Linked DNA regions of Mus musculus: region 1 is linked to region 2. A link is a contact called in public Hi-C data. All regions are on one chromosome and are shown on one strand. Each heading gives the region's core, a stretch centred on a gene start, on an enhancer-like site or on the middle of the called end of the contact. The rest is flanking DNA. Distances are from core to core; before and after follow the strand shown. Region 1 overlaps Eya2 (EYA transcriptional coactivator and phosphatase 2). Region 2 overlaps Eya2 (EYA transcriptional coactivator and phosphatase 2).

Region 1 (2,700 bases), core at 16-2,515, 97 kb after region 2:
GTGCCCAGCACCTACAGTGGCTCAGCTCTGCAAGCACCCCACTCCTCCTGGGCCAGAACCATGTCCCATGCACTGGGATCACAGCTGGGAGCCAAGGCCAGGAAAATCTTGTGTGAGGAGAAGAAGGAAACCGATAAATGAGAGAAATCAGGAATACAGAGAAAGGCCAGAGATGCCAATACAAATCTGTGTTCCCACTGTTGGGAGGCTGAGGCAGGAGGATCACCAGTTGGAATCCAGCCTGGGCTTCATAGATAGAGCCTCTATTAGAAAGAGGGAGGGGCAACCGAGAAAGGAGAGAGAGAGAAAGAGAGAGAGAGAGAGAGAGAGAGAGAGAGAGAGGCTGGAAGCTCCACGAGTACAGGGGCTAGCACATGCCAAGAAGTTTGTCTGGTTAGCATGAAAACCAGCAGAGAGATCAGTAAGGCTGCACAGGGCAGGAGTGGGGGGGGGGGGCGCAGCAAGGGGACGGGCTTCTGCTGTGAAGCAAGAGCCCCAGGGTTTAAGGAGGAAAGCCAGGTTGAGTTTTCTTTCAGAAGAAGGCCTGGCTGCTCCCCAGGGAGGTATGATCAGAATTGGGGAGAGCCTTGAGAGAAGGGCGGTGGCCCATCTGACAGACTCTGTTCACTCTAGGGGGTAGAGCAGGGAACGAGGCACACAGCAGGCTGCATCCATTTTGAAAACAGAACCAACCACAGATAAAGATGCAAAGCAGGGGCCAAGGAGACCGGCTGTCAATAAAATGTGTGCTTTGCAAGCAGGAGGTATTAAGTTCAATCCCCAAAACCCACATTAAAAACAAAACAGAAAAAAAAAATAGAAAAACAAAAAAACAGAAGTGACACAGTGTAATTCTAGCATATTATAGAGGCATGCCTACCACACACACACACACACACACACACACACACACACACACAAACACACACATACACCACAAACACGTATACAAACACACACATACAAATATGCACACATACACCACACTCACACACAACAGAAATAAAAAAGGGTCACATGAGAAGGGCCCGTTGGACATTAGTTCATCTGGAGGCCCTTGGATTGGATCCCCACCCCCACCCACCTCAAGACACAGCTCTCTGCTCACAGCTGCCTCTCAGACATCTAGATCTCTCCATCCTCTAACAAACACCAGGCAAAGTGCTTAAGGACCGCTGTTTATTTTATTTCTTTAATGAGAAAACCTTCGCGTTCCTCCCGAGTTCAGCTGTGTTTATTTACACTGGGCCTGGGCTCTGGGCCTGCTTCAGCCTGAGGTCTGACAGGCTGAGGAGCCCCAGCGCCGGCAAAACACAGTCCTTAGAACTCTATAAAGTAGACTCTCAAAATAAATACTGCCTAATTCGCTCGGCAGAGGTGGATTAAGTCAAGATGAATACAATTTAGAAAGGATTTGCTAAGGAAGTGGGAGATTTTGTTCCCCCACTGGGGTTGAGCACCAGAATCTTTTCTCCACCTTCAGACTTTGACAGTTAAAGCTATTTGGTTCTTATGACTAATGAAGAAACGGCTTGGACTGGAGCTTCCAATCACGATTGATTTTTTTTCTTTATTTTTTTTTTTAATTTTATTTTATGGTACTAGGGGTTAGAGGTAACTTCCCTAGGCCATTTCCCCCATCCTGTAAGGCATCTGCTATTGTTTTGGGGTGAACCAGGAAGGAGCCGGAGATGCTTTGAAAGAGTCACGCAGGTGAATGACAGTCATGGAGCCTCCGGCAGGGGGTGGTACCCTTTGTCATCTTAATCCCTTGTAATAGCGTTACCCCAAGCAGGAGCCTGAGGCCTGTGCTTATACGTTTTCTTGGCATTAAAGGCTTCTAGCCAACAGAAAATATAGGTTTTGGTGACTGCTAGAGGTTACCTGAAAAGCATCATTACGTTCTTTCTTTGAAGTCGCCGCTCGCTGTCACTTGGAAAAGCTGTCTCCTTGTGGAAATCCCCCCTAGCTTGGGTTAAGGGTTAGGGGGCCAGTTAAAGGCTTAGAAAGTGCCGCCTGCTCCCTTGGCAAGCCCTGTCCCTGCTCCCTACCCACCTGCCAGAGGGGGACCAGAAAAGAGAAAAAAGGTTTACTCACCTCTGAAAACCGAAGGGAGCCGGGTTGGAATGGGGTGAGAGGTTCTTTTGTTCTCTAAATACAGGGGCTGTGCTCTCAGTGGTCCTGGTGAGAAAGGTCCGGGTGCCCGGGAAATGAGAACAATGGCAGGGGGTTCCTTTTCTAGTTGAGAGGGTGCACCGGGCCCCCAGCGCCCACCTGTGCGTCACGCCCTTTAGTCTCCAACAATAGGGGTTTTGAGCACGTCCAAAGGTTGCTAGGATTCCTGGAGCCTCCGGAGATGAAGTGAGACTGGCGGGCATCAGCACTGACGTCGCCACGCTTGATTGACACTGCAGTGGACTTTGGGGCCCCTTTGGGGCCCCTCTACAGAGCTCAGGCGGGAAACCCCCACTAGGACCTTATTCTAAGTAGGAACATAGAGCTAAAGGGTCTCTCTGGGGACACCGTGGGGTCACTTGGTGGAATATCACTCAGTCATGAAGAGGAATGGAGCCGTGTCACGTAGGGCAACGTGAAAGCTGCAAACGTGGAAGACGTAAGAGAAGAGGGCGGAGCCTTGTGTGGCTTCAGAGCGTGAGTCCAGGGAGCTAGGATGTGGCTGCTGGTGACCTGGGGAAAAGC
Region 2 (2,833 bases), core at 170-2,669:
AGTTCTAGGCCAACCTGGGCTATTGAATAAAACTGTCTCAATTGGGGGTGGGGGGAGGGCGTGGGGGGGAAGCTCGGGAATGGTGCAGTGAGTGAAATGTTTGCTGCACAAGCAAAGGGTCTGACTTTGGATCCTTAGCACTTGATTAAAAAGATGGGTGTGTCCTTAACTTCAGTGCTACACGGGGAGGTGTGTACATAAATCTCAGAGGCTGACCAGCCGGGTAGTGTGGCTGAAACATAAACTTCAGGGTCAATGGTAGACCTTACCTTGAAATAATAAACAAACAAACAAATGAAGTGGAGAAGTGACTGAGGAGGACACCATGGTCACCTCTTGCATCCACCTATACCTGCATCCCCCGCCCCTATTCATACATACATGTACCACACACACATGTAGATGAGCCACAGTGAGGTTGCGAGTCCCTCGGCATGATCCTGCAGCATATGTGACAGCTACATGCTGGCTGGCCTCAAGGAGAGACGTGGGCTGAGGATGGAAGATTTTGTTGAGAGCTAGATCAGCCAAGGGTGTGCTTGGAGAGGTGAGTCCCTGAGCCGCAAAGAATGGCAGAAGCAGTCCCTCAGCCTGCTCCAACAAGTGAGCGGCCGGGCTGTGTTGAAACAACTGACTGCAAGCAGCCAATGGGGAATGGAGGGCTCATGTCCACCTCTGCCCTCACTCCCTGGCATCCTCTCAGCTCTTATTCTGAGGTCCTGGGTATCAGCACTCAGGCCCCAGCCTGCCTGCATTTACAGCCTCTCACCGAGAGAGAGCAGAGCCGTTGACCTCACTGAGCAAGGTCAACCATGAATGGGTGCGGAATTCACACCCAAGACTCCCTACCTCCAGAACAAAGGGATCAAGAGACAAAGCTCAACTGCTTTTTGATCTCTCAAATCTGTAGTCTCCTGTCTCTAATTCTGACCAGCAATTGTAGACCCAAGTTAGATTTCCAGACCTGGGGAATCCCTCAGACTCACAGTTCACCCTCAGCCTCTAAGAATACCTGAGCCCTAAGTGCCTCTCTGGGGCCTGAGCCTGTGTCTCATACCTCCAGAGTCTGGCTGGTCCTGCCTTCCCATTGTCAATGGCTGTTTTCCTTGGCTCAGGAGGGAGACAGGTGATCCCACCTGGTTGATTCGGGCCCGGGCCTGTCCAGTCTCCCAGACGCTGTGAGGCTTGGCCTCCTGACTCTGCTGGGCTTGGCACTGCTTAGCTTGCCTTGGCTCCTGTCTGCCAGGCTGGGCCCTGTAATGACGAGTGGCCCTTTTTCAGAATGTTTGTCCAGTCAAGGTTGACAACATTTCCAAGCCACTGTCTGTTGATTTTCTTGGGAAGTCCTGGCTCTCTGGCTTTGTCTCCTCTGGCGGGGTGGAGCCCCACAAGGAGGGTGGGGGAGCCGGCTGTGTTTACAGAACCCCAGTCTGAAGGCTGGTAGCCATGCAGGCTGGGACGAGGTGAGCGGGTGACAGCGTTGATTCCATGAGGTGGCCTTGAGGAGTCTAGAAAGTGTGTGGGAAGGGAGTGATAACCACAGTGTCAACTCTGTGACACCAGGGATGGAGCCCATGGTCTTGTACATGCTGTGCAAGGGTTCTACCACTGAGCTACATGCTCAGCCCAACAATCAGGACGGGAACAAGAACATAGTGAAGTCTTTTAAACTTCATTCATTCATTCATTCATTCATCTGTTCATCTAATCATTCACTGGACAAGAATTCATTCAATGCATAGTCTATTGCAGCCTCTGATCTGAGCCTTAGGGACACAGCAGAAACCATCTGGTTTCACACTCTACCCTCCTGGAGCTTACACCAAAGTCTCAAACAATGTGGTCCCAAAAGTGTGGGTTACACACACACACACACACACACACACACACATACACACACACACACACACACACACATACACACACATACACACACACATACAAACACATACATACACACATACACACACATACACACACACACACACACATACACACACATACACACACACACACGCACACACATACACACACATACACACACACATACACACACATATACACACACACACATACACACACACACACACAAAGACTGAGAGAGAGAGAGAGAGAGAGAGAGAGAGTTTAAATATTATAGTAGCCATAGGAACAAACTGAGAAACCTTTCATTTAACACAGTGTAACAGGCTATCATCCACTTGGACAGAGTCAGCATTGCCAGGCCACTGTGCACTGAGCTGTTGGGTTTGGTTCTGGTTCTTGCTGAGCTGCAGTGGTAGGATACCTGTCTATCTGGACCAGCACCCTGAGACCTGGTGGCTCACGTTGACGGTACAGGATCTGGACAGAGAGGGTGAGTGCCACGCAAGGGAACACTCGGCTGTCCACCTCACCGTGATTTGTGGTCTTTGACAAACAGGGTGCCTGTGAGACTGGGTCAGGGCGCTGTGCAAACCACTCTAGGGGGACGCAGCAGGATGGAAACTTCCTGAAACATGATTGGCAGTGGGAGTGTCCCAGGAGGGCTTCCTGGAAGCAGTGGCAGGGTAACAATGCCTAGCAGTGAGGAAAGGGAATGAGGTACAAGGACAGAAGGAACATGAAGTGCAGATGGGGTGGAAGGCAGGGAGGGCAGGGATAGGTGTAATGGAACTAGGTCCTTTGAAGCCACAACAAGGCTCCAGAGGCTCAGTCAGTAGCCATTGTCTCTCACCCCAGGACCTCCCACCCCAGGTCCTGCCTGGATGCTAAGACTAAGCCCTTTGTTGGTGATTAGCCAGGTATGGCCATGCGGCTCAGGTTTGGCAATGAGACAGGGGAAGTCTCCTGG

Evidence for each region. A called contact is a pair of places that touch in the nucleus more often than the background predicts.
Region 1: a contact with region 2 is called in a Hi-C map of uterus, with 1.7 times the contacts expected there. The contact joins two enhancer-like sites. A contact is called at or near these places in 1 of 39 promoter capture datasets (macrophages), 4 of 484 Hi-C or Micro-C datasets (the AML12 cell line, embryonic stem cells, nephron progenitors and 1 more), 2 of 115 datasets of contacts at active chromatin or transcription factors (the HPC-7 cell line and pancreatic cancer cells) and 2 of 9 other capture datasets (adipose tissue and pancreatic islet).

The regions. Positions count from the first base shown.
Region 1 is chr2:165,739,981-165,742,680 of GRCm38.p6, forward strand. All of the region lies in intron 9 of Eya2 (EYA transcriptional coactivator and phosphatase 2), which reads left to right. Among named protein-coding and RNA genes, the nearest start is that of Gm29993, 9.8 kb to the left of the region's middle. Within about 2 kb of position 1,266, at least 33 of the 459 cell types and tissues checked have an H3K27ac peak or open chromatin away from gene starts, as enhancers often do. A contact at or near this core is called in uterus, where this site is marked.
Region 2 is chr2:165,642,977-165,645,809 of GRCm38.p6, forward strand. The region is part of intron 1 of Eya2 (EYA transcriptional coactivator and phosphatase 2); the gene reads left to right. Among named protein-coding and RNA genes, the nearest start is that of Eya2, 49 kb to the left of the region's middle. Within about 2 kb of position 1,420, at least 32 of the 459 cell types and tissues checked have an H3K27ac peak or open chromatin away from gene starts, as enhancers often do. A contact at or near this core is called in uterus, where this site is marked.